Regions from separate parts of the Mus musculus genome. Here region 1 is linked to region 2. A link is a contact called in public HiChIP or PLAC-seq data. All regions are on one chromosome and are shown on one strand. Each heading gives the region's core, a stretch centred on a gene start, on an enhancer-like site or on the middle of the called end of the contact. The rest is flanking DNA. Distances are from core to core; before and after follow the strand shown. Region 1 has its middle 190 kb from the start of Nrg1. Region 2 overlaps Nrg1 (neuregulin 1).

Evidence for each region. HiChIP or PLAC-seq counts read pairs in DNA pulled down with a chosen protein or histone mark.
Region 1: an H3K27ac HiChIP or PLAC-seq map of embryonic fibroblasts shows a contact between it and region 2, with 13 read pairs. The contact joins two enhancer-like sites. A contact is called at or near these places in 1 of 15 datasets of contacts at CTCF or cohesin (the NIH/3T3 cell line), 3 of 484 Hi-C or Micro-C datasets (embryonic fibroblasts, embryonic stem cells and nephron progenitors), 2 of 115 datasets of contacts at active chromatin or transcription factors (embryonic fibroblasts and embryonic stem cells) and 1 of 9 other capture datasets (adipose tissue).

What each region holds. Positions count from the first base shown.
Region 1 is chr8:31,723,910-31,730,953 of GRCm38.p6, forward strand. No RefSeq gene overlaps it. Among named protein-coding and RNA genes, the nearest start is that of Nrg1, 190 kb to the right of the region's middle. Within about 2 kb of position 3,987, at least 19 of the 459 cell types and tissues checked have an H3K27ac peak or open chromatin away from gene starts, as enhancers often do. A contact at or near this core is called in the NIH/3T3 cell line and embryonic fibroblasts, where this site is marked.
Region 2 is chr8:31,838,757-31,845,796 of GRCm38.p6, forward strand. The region is part of intron 2 of Nrg1 (neuregulin 1); the gene reads right to left. Among named protein-coding and RNA genes, the nearest start is that of Nrg1, 77 kb to the right of the region's middle. Within about 2 kb of position 4,080, at least 32 of the 459 cell types and tissues checked have an H3K27ac peak or open chromatin away from gene starts, as enhancers often do. A contact at or near this core is called in the NIH/3T3 cell line and embryonic fibroblasts, where this site is marked.

The sequences.
Region 1 (7,044 bases), core at 2,737-5,236, 110 kb before region 2:
AGATAGCGTGTAACCATGAATAACATACTATACCTTTCCTGCCTTGCTATTTCTTCTTTTGGCTGGTCCTACACTGTAAGCCTGAAATCCTTGACAGGGAGTAACAACTATATCAACAGAATGATAAACAACCCCGACTCGTCTCAAGTTAAGGGCAGTCTGTTAGCTATGTAAAAGCTGTTTCCCCAAAGCAGAAACCCAAGTCAAAGTCTTTGTTCCACACCCAGCAAGGACTGCTTAGGACTTGGAGACTGCAGAGGTGCCCTAAGTGGAGCCTGGGCTTTAGGGTCAACAGTTCTAGATCTGATTTCTGCCTCTTTTTGGTCAAATCTCCTTCTCTACCCAGTGCCCTCCTGGTGCATACAGAGGAGGATACTACCTACGCCAAAGGAGTGAGATCAAGCTAACAAAGCAACACTGCTTAGAACAATTCTAAAATATAGTAATTTTTCAATAAATAACTATCAATAATAACAAATCCTTATATATTTCCTTTCTCATTACTTTAACTTTGTCAGCTGGGCTGAATATCTCTACGTGAGGTAGGACATTTGCTATCCTATGTGTCAGTTTTACCCCCTCAGACAGTTGGTCCAGGAACAGCTTAAAGGAAGGCCCAGTCACTGGTTTCCAGTGCTCTAGTACAGATTTGACCACATCAGTTGGACTGGCTTGATATTCAAGGAGTGGATTCCGAAACCCTGTCCCTTTGAACACACAGAAGTCAAGAAATGCGCAATTAACTTTCCCATAGTATCCATAACTCACTCATGAACCACAACAATGCATAAATTTTTCTGGCAACACAACATAAAAAAAAAAAAACCACAAAGCACATCAGAATCAGACAAGTTAGGACTATGGCTAAAGTCATAAATTTGAATTTCCCAGACTTAATGCAATTTTGCAGTAGTTCATGAGACTGCATTAGCATAGCGTTCACACTAGAACCTGCAGCATGATTCAGAGGCTCTTGTGCTTAAAGACTGAGGTAGTTTTTTCTCGGCAGGGACCTCTTTTCAAATATTCACGAGGATTTCAAGAGAAGAACCCTCCTAAGAAATATTGGTCCCGGGGGATATGCAGCTAAATCTACCCAGCATGGAAGGATTTAGCTACATTTATTTTTTTAGCAAGCTCTGGAAGCAGTTATACTTTTCTTCCAAGTGTTCCATCTCTGAGAGGCTAAACCCCTGCCTTACCAAAACTTCCATGTGGGTCCTGAGAGGGCTACAGGCTATAGTAGCCCTGTCTCTTTGAAAGCAATGGGAACGATGAAGTATATTAAGACCAAATAAATCAGCTCTCCAAGTTGATAATGGGTGGGTTTACAGTAGATGCTAGCCCAATTTGTCTGCAGGATGTAGAGTCTGTGTGATAACTGATCCCTGGATCCTTATGCTTCTGGCAAAGACTCACAATATTGGGGTGGGGGCTGGTGAGGCTCAAAGCAGGAAGCAAGTGTTCGCTGCACTCCTGGCTCTCCTTTCACCTGGCCTGTGTGCCCTGTTTTAGAGGCAAAGCAAAGTGATAAGGGCACTATCGTCACAGAGGGCGGAGACCACAGGACCCCCTGACCCTGTCTACTGTGTGAGCAAATACTCTTTGATCCCGGGGTCTAACCTTGACAGTTTTCATGCCCAGATCACATTCCTAGAGTAGGCCTTCCTCTGAAGGCTCCCCATTCTTTATCTTGAACACTCTCCTTGTCTTAGAAGGCACAGACTTCCACACAAGGAGTTTGTTTATCTACAGGAAAGGGGCTTTATCATAGACTATAGCAACCAAGACAGTCAGCAATATTCATATGTATGACTTTTTTCTCCCCTTTTAAGTTTATTATTTTTATATGGGTTGTTATAGTTTAAATAATATTTTTTAAATGCTGCACACATCCCTGACTCTTAAGAGAGGCAATAAATATCAATTTCATCTCCATAATGTGCAACAGGATCCTTCCAACCCTTTTTCTCTTCCCCTGCCTGTACAAAGCAGAGACAGAAAGCTCAGTCACCTCGCTATATAAGCTACCCCTTAGAAGATGCCTAGATCCAACCCAAATGTGCACTTTCCACTAGAATTTCTATAACCAGAGGACAAAATACAATCAAGATGCGCTTTCAATTTTCAGGTTTCTGAAACAGGGTCTTGCTTTGCAGCCCATACTAGCCCCAAACTCATGAACCTCCTGCCTCCAACTCTGGAGTGCTGGGATTACAGGCATGCACCCATGCCTATCCCCAAACATCAGTCCCTCTATCTCATCCAACACTCAAGCCCTGTGTGGCCAGACTCTTCTGTGCATTTCACATCTGTTCTTCCTTTCCCATGTCCACTATCATTGCAAGAGACTAGCCACAAACAAGCCACACTTGGACTTTACTAAAACTTTTCTATATATTTTTATGCTATTCTATTTATTTATTTTTTTATGGTATGAGTCATAGAATCTAGAAGTAGCTCTTTATTTTCCCTTCAGCTTCTGGTACCTATACATACCTTCTCAGAGCTCCTTATTGACTTTCATTCCTCCCAATGGAGGGAGAATGCTCAAAGCAAAACTGCTTCATCATTGGACTGAAGTCGGGGACCCCTAAGGTTGAATTAGGGGGAAGATTGAAGGAGCTTAAAAGGAGAATGACCCCATAGGAAGACCAGCAATCTCAACTAACCCAGACTCCAGAGAGCTTCCAGAGACGGAGTGACCAACCAGGAGCAAACATTGGCTGGTCCAAGGCCCCTGGCCCATATGTAGCAGAGGTCTGCCTGGTCTGGCCTTAGTTGGAGATCTGTTTACTTGAGACCCCAGGGAAGGCCTGGTGGGGAAGGGAGCACTCTCTAGGAGGCAAGGGGGAGGAGGATTGGGATGAGAACCTACGGGAGGGGGACTGAAGGGGAAAACAACTGGAATGTAAATAAATAAAATAATCTAAATAAAAATACTTTTTTAAAATAACAAAGCAAGGGTGCCCTTGTGTTTAGGTGTCTCTTCCGTGCCCTTGTGTTCCTTAAACCTCCTGCTTGCCCCACTAAAACCTTCCTTTGTTTCACCTTACAACCCATCTCTGCACCATTTATTTTAAATTAGTCTGCCACTTGGCTTCTGACAACTCCTGTGTTGTCTCTTGGCACAACAGTCATCTTGCTTGAAAGATAGGTCTCCCCTCTTCCACTCAGGCCATCATGTTTGTCTCAAGGACGGTTCTCTAAAGCATTTGACCTGCAGGCCGTTCCATCAGTTCAAATCTCTATGCCATTCCATCCTAGTCCAGCTGTCTTTGTGCCTCTTTAGTGTTTCTTTTCATTCTTTTATGCACATTTTTATCCATGTGAGGTGAGTATCTCTCAAGGGCTCTCACATTGGCCAAAAAATCTTTTCTGGCCAAATACAATAAGTAATTCAATTTTAGGGCTTTGAGAGCATTGGTATTCTGAGTACTGTACTGACCTGGTTCCCCTAGAGATTTACACAGACAAGTGTTACTTGGCTTCTTTCAGTTAAGAAGGCATGCAGCAGAGAGAAATGGATTCCTGGAAATTAACACACACCATAAATACTGCCTATTTGCTTCATTAAACTAGAAACTTTCTGTACCAACTCTGTATTGCCCTTTCCTATTTCCTCCTCATATTTCAAACACTCACATCAATTAACTGACTGAAAGGTGATCTTTGACCCTTGTGCCTAATATGCATTTTCCTTCAATTAATTTACAATGATATCTGCTGTCTCATGAAAACCACAGCTCTGATCACACGTGGTTTTCCTATATGAATGACAAGCTGACCAACCTAGAAGTCCCAGCATTCCTTTTTTAAAACTGCCCCCACCCCCACCCCCCCACCCCCCGCCAATAATCTCATCTTTGTATGAATGACTAATGGTTTGCCAGTGCCTACTGAAAATTGGGAACAAAGCTGATTCCGAACTCACCAGGTAGACTTGACAGTACACAGGGGTGGGGTGGGGCTCTATCCTTTCTTGTGATAAACACATTCCATCCCAACTTAGCCTGTGTTTTCCCACGTATGAATCATACTGAGTTGTCGACTAGAATTCCAGTCTTTTTCACAATTATTGCTATTAAAAACACATTTTTCTCATCCTGAACTTCCACAGTACAAGTCTTTTAAAAGAATTGCAATCCGTCTTGGTAGGTTTGCTCTCGTCTTCCAACAACAAGGAACACCTTCTGTTCTGATTCCAATTCATTAACCTCATGGTACAGGCTATTAGCTCAGAAACTCAACTACAGTTAAAACCAATTTGTCAACAGATGCTCAATGGAGGAAACTTTCAAACAGCCTGAGGCAACCCAGATGTAGAACCGGCCCAAGTCAGTTGTATTTATCACTTAAGAAATTCCATTTCAAGGCAGTAGAATACAGGTGACAGGAAGCAAAAATGAGCAGAGCATTTTGGGGGGCCAGGAGAGAAACCGCCAGAGTACGGACAGGGAAGGAAATGAAATCAAATGAAATATTATGACATAGCCACACTGAAATGTCATGGTGAAGCCCATTAGTTTTATTATGTTAACTTAAAAATCAATTTAATTATTTTAAAAACAAGAAATTCTCCCAAAGACATAAATAAATAGGTATTCCAGCTTGCTCATTCTGGTAAGTGGATTGAGAATTGGAGGCCATTCTGTGTTACATAGTAAGACACTCTCTCAAATAACCAAGGGCAAGCGATATGGCTAAGGGTTAAAGCTCTTCCTAGCATATAACCTGGGGACTGATGCCCAGCGTTGCAAAAGGAGGCCAAACAGAAAAACCATTTTAAGAATTTACTAAGAAACCCACCACAAACTTATCGAATAATAGGTTTCAGAAATGATCTTTCCACTACTTTTGAAAACATCATAAAAATATGTGTTCATCTCTCAGTCTCCTCATGCATTCCTAATGTTCTCTATAAAGACCCAGAAATGAAGTCATTTGTTTACAGAAAAAAAAAATCCCATCCAGAATCCCTGGTGTGGGGGGTGGGGGTGGGTAAGGTTTCCATGAAACCTCAGTGGATATTTCTTTGTAGCATTCTTTGATCCTATACTGAAAATTAAAATGTAATTAAAAATTAACAATTAAAATGAAATTATTTCAATAAATCCTGACTGTTCAGGACTTGAAGATGGAATGTATCTAGACCTAAACTCACATTTCAGAGTTTGGACATCTTGGGAATACTTCACCCATCTTGAGCTTCTGTCTGTTCTCTGCTGTGTTTGCTCCATTAGTCTCAGTTTCAGGACAGTTGCTATAGTTACCAGGAGGGGTGGGCAATGCAGGCTCCTCTCTGACCCCAATATGCACAACTGTGACTTCTAAGCCTTTCTCTGTCCTATACTCATGACTTCCTGGTGACTATTTTGTCTGCATTCTTCTGATTCTGTTCATGGCACACACACCACCCCCCATGTCCCTCACCTTTGCTCCTAACCACGAGCCCTTCCTCTTGCCTTTGACTTCATACAATAAATGTCTGACTTCAGATGCTTTCTCAATGTCAAGTGCACTATAGGGTGCTATTTAGGTGATATGAACTACTATATTAAAGTAAATTTTACAAAAAAAAAAAACAAAGCAAAACAAACAAACAAACAAATAATCAAACAAACACCCTGCTTCTCTTACTACCATTTTACACAGTCTTTTGTAAAATTGGGACACGATTTTTTTTCTCCATATATTCAGTTTAAGTTGAGCATCCATTATCCAAGATTACTGGAAATAGGAATCCTCTTTTTTGATTTTGAATATATATATATATATATATATATATATATATATATATATATATATATATAAAGGCCATGCCCCTAAACATCCCCAGGCTATTGCAAGGCTCTTGGTCACCTTACAAAACATGACGGTTACTAAAGACACCATAGAGTTAGATCACAGATACTTGGGGACAATGAAGCTGCCACTGACTTGGAGGCTCTAACTTGACTGGCTAACTTCCCTAGTTCTTGGGCGTGCTTCATACACAACCTGAGGAGAGAGTAATCATCAGCTTTAGTCAGCTGTGAAGTCTGTGTGCTACAATCAAGACTGGCTGGTAAGGCATGCTACCCAGTGCAATGGTGGCATAAATGTTATGGGAGTAACCAACCACTTTCTGACTAGAAATAAGGCCTGCTCCATACCTGGTATATTAGCAAGCCAAGAACCTATGACTACACAGATCAGACAGATGGGACCTTGTGCCATTATTCTGCTAAATGAACATAGTATTAAGCCAAGTTCCAAGGACATATTGTTATACTCATAGATTAATATATCTCTTATTGCTTGCCAGAGAAGCTTCCATTTGCAATATATGGCAATAATACAAAGGTTCATAGAAAAGGCTGAAGGATGCTCTTCCTTAAATAGGGCATATACCATACACTTTCCTTCATAGGCTTGGAAGATAATTGTAGAAGAATGGACAGAAAGAATGTAGGAGCCAGAGGTTGTAAATGACTATGAGGTAACATTATCTTCACCATATAGTGGGGCCTCTGCACCTATGAACTCACAGCAAGCACAAGACTTGTGCAAGCTAAACCCAACCAAATTCCAGCACGAAGAGGGAAGGGAAGAGCCCTACTCCTAGTGAGAAAGTATTGGCGATTGTCTGCTGCTAGGATAACGGAGGGTTAGTTTCTTCTAAGAGTGTAATCCCTGCAATCCCTGCAACTTAACCAAACTCCAGTGGGAGGACACACACCCAAGAATATCTGGATAGCCAAATTAACCTTTATCCGGGGGAACCCGCAAAGTTGAGTGGGTAGGGAAGGAGGCATAGATCTAGGAAGACTTAGTGGAGCACCGATGAAAAAATGTTTGAAATTCTCAAGAATTCATAAAAATAAATTTTATAAAACCAAATCTGGTAATGGAATCCCAAGTAAACATGAAATTCATTTCTGTTTCATATACACTTTTCCACAAAAGCTGAAGTTAATTTTAAACAATATTTTTATCTTCTAGACATAGTCTATCATGGAAGCCAGGTGTAGAATTTTTCTTTTGTGGAAGCATGTCAGTTTG
Region 2 (7,040 bases), core at 2,830-5,329:
GTTGTATAGGCACTGGGGTTTCTACTCATTTCATAGCTGTTTGCTAAACTGTAAGTTGAAGCGTTTAAAAACAAAATAAGGTGCTCTTATTCTCTCATGGTTAGTGACAAGGACATGACCATCTCTATTTCTTTTATCCCCCCACTAACACATTACAAATTCAGCCTTATTTTTAATATTGCTGAAGGAAACAGAGTAGAATTTCATTGGTGGAATTTCACTCATCCAACTACCTCTATTAAAAGAAAATTATATTTTTGGAATTAAAAGTTATTCTTGTACAGAAGTAGACAGTGACATGGACTTTTTACATTTATGGTTGACTATTTGAACTTATGTAAAAAGTTATATTTTATTTGTTCTTATCAATTTACTTGTAACTATGCAAGACTCTTGGTATAATTTTGTTCTTACAGTGGGGTCATGCTTAGACATAAAAGTCCTAAACTATTCATGCTGCTTTTTAATCTAGTATCTAAAACATTTTAGATTGGGGTTGATTTACCTAATACCATGTTCTAATAACTAGGTCCTGAAGAGTTTTACAAAGTAAATATACTTAGAGGTAAAAATTCATAATTGAATGTTCAACACCTATAGCCACATAGTTCATCACAGCTGGTATAAACTCACCCATCTAACATAATTTGCTCTACCAATATTTTATGACCTAGGGATATTTATATATGTCTTTTGTCTCTAGAGTAAATAGGACAGAACACTATCATTTTGGCATTAACTATATGAATAAATCTACTAGTTATACTACCTTAAAAGTGATTTCTTTAACTTTCTGGCCAAACTCAACAGGAAAAAAAAAAGGTATCAAGTAATGTGATACGTAAAATTCTTTTATTGCATAAAGGAATAAAAGTCCTAGCGGTTCCAGAACTCTTATCATGAGAATATTTGTACTGTATAGTTGTGATCGTTAAAAATAACATCAACAGGGCTGGAGAGATGGGTCAGCTATTAAGAGTGCACAGTGCTCTTGCACAGGACCCAATTTCAGTTCCTGGCAGCCACATCAGGAGGCTTAAGTGGCTGCAGTCCCAGCTCCAGAGAATCGGATGCCCTCTTCCAACCTCTACAGGCAACTGCAGTCATGGGCACATTTACCCTATCATACTTATACATAGTTATAAAAATAAATCTTTAAAAAAAGAACATATATACATTATATATACATTGATATATATAAAATAAATGTACCAAGATGGTTCAACTGATGTTTCTAAAGTCCTTGGACACTATGATTACTTTTGCTGATAATCCTTGGTTGGAGGAATTAGAGAAAGATCTACCTAGAACAATATACAAGAACTGACCTATAATAAGGTAAGGGTATTTCTATAAAGTCGTCATCCTACATGCTTCAATAAGAATGCCTAGATAGATATTTGAAAACAACAACAAAACTTCATGTAGCTTAGCTTACCAAATCCCTTCTGAAGAGAACATACTTTTATTTGTTCGTGAAATCGGGACCATAATCCCACAAGACATTTCTATGCTTCATTCCAGAATTACATATCCATTCACAGTGATCATCTCATTCTGTTTGCTTTGATAAAAATTAAAATTTCATATTGAGCACATCATAATTTATTTGTTTTCTATAATTAATATGGCACTATATGAATTCTCTTGTGTGTGTGTGAGAGAGAGACAGAGATAGAGAGAAGAAGAAACAGAGAGACAGAGAGACAGGCAGATCAGGGGATAGAGGGGAGAGCTGAGGTAAGACTTGCTCATATTGTTTATATTTAAAGGTTATGGCATGAATAAATAGCTAAGGAGTCAAGAGTTACTTGAGAGAAGGAAGGTATTTATTAGGAAATTATGATTTCGGCATTTTAAATGCCAGAGCTGTGATTAAAGGGCATATGCCAACTATAAAAATGGGGTTAAAAACACTCTCCTATCCATCATCTAATCACTATGAACCTCGTGAGTATCATCAGAGATTATCACTGTGGGATGTTGTGTTATCTGCTATGTAATCATACAAAATATTTGGATCCAATAACACTATAACATAATGATCTTTGTTCTAGTTACAGCTACTGTTAATGGGATGAAAATTCAGCTTTTCTTTCTTTGTACATCCCTCTCCCATTGGCTGCCTCCACCTCCTTCCTCTGCAAGGGACTCCTTCCCTGGTTCTTTCCTTGTGCCTTGTCCCATGCCTGGTCCAGACCTCTTTAACTGTGCTGTGTGTGGTGGGTGTGAATTGTAGTCATATAGTACCATTCTGTATCTCTCCTGCCTAACCCAGAGCCTGGATGATGTCTAATTCTATGTGCAATGTCTGATACTGAACTGAGTACCTAAAACTCCCACAAGTAAACGGACTTGTCAAAACAAGTTAATCTTAACATCTACTTTTTACCTTTAGAGTTTAAAATAAAATTCCCTGTGTGGATTTCAAAAAATAAATAAATAAATAAAAATCTAATAACAAGTACCAGTACCTGGGGATTTCCTCCGCCAAGTAGAAACCTTTAGCACTGTTTGTCATGGAAAAGAGAAAGGACTATGATCATTTATGAGAAAGCCGATGACCTAACAGCTAAATTTTGTTATTTAAACACCAGATTACCTAGGATCCAATAAAACAGAACTGTGTTCTAATCAAGACTTTTGTCTTACAGTAGTAACAAAAATACTAAAATTTCTCAAAGGTACACTAGCCTTAAAAATGACACTTATTATAACACTATGCGTTCTTAATTTTACATAGTGCCTTAGGAGATCATTTCATTTTTAAGTCTATGTTAAGATAAATTCTAAGGAATGCCCAGAGTTGCTTTAGCTTAGAGTCCAGTTATGATTAATGTAGCCTTGTCCTTCCATGTGAGGTCCAGAGCTTTACTGTGGTTATAAGGTGCATGAATGTTAGCAGTTAGTAATCCCTAACAATTTTCTATAATCTTTCCAACCAGGAGAAATAGCAATTATAAATCACTCATTAAATTAATAAACATAGTTGAATCCTTATGAAAAGCAGTTGAATAGTGATAATACTCCACAAATGATCCAGCACATTTACTAAGGATTCATTCATAGATGCATGTGTTTTGAGAATCAGTTTATGAACACTCTAGACATACTCAAAGATATTTACAAATTCCCAAGAAAGATCTGGTTCTATAGGGTTCTGGCCAATTTTATAAACTATTTATCAGTTACAGTCAACTTGTAAGCCATCTTTAGACATCTTCCTTCCTTTGTTTCCTGGTTTCATCTTTGTCCCTGGAGAACAGTGGAGGGAAGAAACCTGATGGCCAGTATTCTACTCATTAGTCATCACTCCGCAATGAAACATTTGGCCAGTTTTTAAAATACCCTGTCAGGAAGAATAACATGTCTTCTTCTTTAGTACTAACTGTGGCATCTCCTTTTACACTGTAAAACATGTGAACTTATCTATCTACTTGGTGTTGATATTTACAAACATAAAGTTATGAAAATGTCAACAAACCCATTCTGGGAAATAGTGACTTGTTCTGCTTGCTGTCAAAGCCTCCTGCTGTTTCTCTGGATTGCCCATGGATGCCGCACTCAGACTTCTGGGTTGCTTTGCTGTAGTATCACATTGCAAACACAGACATTGTTCACCCTGTAGCTGGCTTGGTATTCCAGCCAGAGCTCGCCTACTCACTGGCTGAGTATCTGCATTGTAGATTATTTTTCTTTTCCCAAATGTATTGTTACTATTAGTCTGCATTTTTCGAAGATGAATCTTATTCTGTTATCAGCCTTTAAGTGAAAATACTTGAGGCTTATATGTGTTTTTCTAATTTGTGTTTTAGTGTCCTTTACAGTGTCATCTGCAAAAGCCATTTGTTTCCTCAAGAGGATGCCCTTCTTAACATCATTAAAGAAAAATACTAAATAGAAAACATTCCAATAATGTTTCTTTCAGATTTAGCCTATACCTCCCATTACTGCTCAGCTGGCATATGCCTCCCCCTTCTTTTATTATGACCCTGGGACTAACTTCTAGTCCATGAGATAACAGAATACATATAGCGGCCTCATAGGTCTCATGAGTCAATACTGAGGTAAAGTACAAATCACACACTGGCTCTCACACGTGCTTCCTCACTAACAGTGAGTGTGGCATGTTTAGGAACACATCTCTCCTTGCCAGAGCCTTAGGCCTTACCAAACACTAAGCTTGTACTGTTTCCAGTGAAATGCTTACTCCGAGACTATAACACTCACCAGCGTTTATACAACTCGAGGCATCCTTAAGTCAAGGCAAAGGACCTCGCCATGTTACAGTGACACATGACATACTGGCTGCTCATCTGTGGTCTGTCAGTCTTCCCTTCGAAGGCTCTGAGGCACTATCTCATTCTTTCTGTGCTAACAGACCTGTTTGATGATGAGACATCTAAATGGGTTTCTTCTAAATTATTAAGTCGAAATATTTTGAAACTGCATTTTTATTTAACATAGACAGTCTGAAGGTGGTAGCTTCATACTTTCTGTCCCTCTACAAAACCTTCGTCTTTTATTCCTTAAGGACCTAGACATAATCTTAGGTCCTAATGTCTTCATAGTACTTGGTGCATCAATAATTGATTATTAAATCGATGGCTTGAAACATGGGTATTATGTTCACTGGCCCTTGTCTCCTGAAGGAAGAGGTCAGTGTGGTTTTGTTCATCCCTGGATGCTCAGCATGAACTCAGGCCTGCCTCGTGGGAACCTAATCAACACACATTGTTGCTAGCTGATGCAAGAGACGTGTATGTAGAGAGAGTTTAGCCAATGTTCTAATTCTAGACAGAACTGCACTTACATTGGTCCCTACAGGACTTTTTTTCAGACTATACTAGGAAGTCAAAATCTAAATACATTCACAAATACTAAGAGTGCTAGGATTCTCTGCACAGAAGAAAAAACTGAAGACGTGGGCGTCTGAAGAACTCAGTGTCTATATTCTTAAGAGTCCCATCAATTTCTCTCACAACTTCTGTTTCTGATAAATATGATGGCACCCAAGAACAGAGAAGTTCCCTATAAGAGAACACTCTCCTGCAAGTGGAATCAGCATGGCATTTACAATGTTCTAAAACTCCAATGGATTCTCATCATGCCTGTTTATGTCAAGTCATCTACTGATAAATAGTGTAGATATCACCACTGCTACCATCCTGACAGTATTTTGTGAAACTTTAGCCTTAAGCTAGTATGGCTGACTCTTTCTTTGTATCTTACTTAGCCCCTGGGTTTCCCTATCATGTGTAGCTAAGCATATTCTTGTGTTCATGGTTTTATCTTCCTGGTTCTCAAAGTTACTCTGGCTCCTTCTTAGCTTTCACACTACCCAAAGATTCCTGCTCAGCTTATAGAACATGTACCTAGATGCACTACTGAACAGAGGTTTTTGTTTTCTTTTGTTTCTATTTTTGTGTTGTTGTTGTTGTTGTTGTTGGTTTTTTGTTTGTTTGTTTTTTATGTTTGTTTCACTTCGTGCAGTGGAGGTGCTATTCTGGGGAGGCACATCACCATCTTCATCCTCATATCCAGATCCTAACTTTTAGTGTTTGTGTGTGTATTTATAAGAAGGCATAAGGATGGGTATACGCTACAAAACTAGGTAGAAGATCATGGGATCAAGAGGAGTAAGAAAGGGCAGGGGTCAGGGTAAGGGTAGATGTGTTATGAAAGAAGAAAGGTGCTACTCGGGTAGAAGACAGAATATGGGGAAGGAGGAGAGAGAAGGGACAGGAAGGAGAAGTGACAAAGGTAAATTGTTTAAAAATGCTATACTGAAACATTTTTTGGTATGTCAACAATAAAGGAAAGGGAAGAAGAGAAAAGATTTTTTTCCTGCCTGTTCAAAGGTAACCTAGTATACTGGAAGAACTCTGTACACAAGAGCTACATGCGTAAATGCTTCTCTACTTCTAGTCCTGTCTTTCCCTTTAAATTCTAATTGCCTTAGAAGTCAGCACTGTGCTATTTGGAACATATTTGCTCCCTTGCAGAGCTTAGTTGCTTAGCAATTTCATGTCTTCACACATGCTAAGCTTATATCTGCCTTGTGTTATTATCAATGTTTTAAAAGGACCTATCATAGAGTTCTACAGGCAATTATTAACATTTCATTTACCAAATTTAAGTTACAGTAACATATTACTGTGACTTGATATCCAAGAGTTTTATTTGTATAATGATGAATCTCTTAACAATATATAATAGAGCATGACCTACACAAATATGTAGACACTAATTATATAAAATCACTGGAAGTCCAGGATGAAGGAAACTATCTTTTACGTGTAGATTGATTTCTGATTTTTAATTTTGATTTGTTTTTTTTTTTAAATAAGGTAGCTAGCTAGTGATCAAAAATATTAATAGGGTGATCAGGGACATAACTAATCGATCACATAAAAATTACAAAGTTAGCAGGTGGCTTCATAAAAGCCACATAAACTTTTAAGTTAAAGAAAAAATTAGGGATTAAATATAACACCACCATATTTTTCCAATGTTTACAGAGAAATAGTACCATTTACTTTTTATTATTAGAGGAGAAAAAAAGGTATTACTGGAGTTAAAAGTACTTTAGCAGAGATGAACTCATTTAATTTTTCTGATTCCCTGGGGAAATTTTTGGAAAACATAGTAACTCTATGTTATAAATGAAGACAGTGTCTAGAGGGTTGAAAATTGGAAAGACACAGGACTGCTTACCAAAATTGGTGGTTAAAACCCAAATCCCTCACTGTAAGCCTGTATCTGTCCACTGGGTAATATATCACATTTATAAGCATTGTCTGTTGGAAAAAATAAATTTTAGGTTAAAACACTTCCCATTCACGTCTTCCAAGTTCTCTACTGAACTGCTCACATTGGGAAGTGAAGAAAGAATCTGGACAATTTCATATTCAAATGATCTTGTTGCTTTGCACCATGTGATGACAGAGCATCAGAGTACAGGAAGTGGACCCGCTCCTCTCTCCTCTCTGCATATTCTGTTATAGTCACTAATTCTTTTTCTGGGATACATCTTAAAT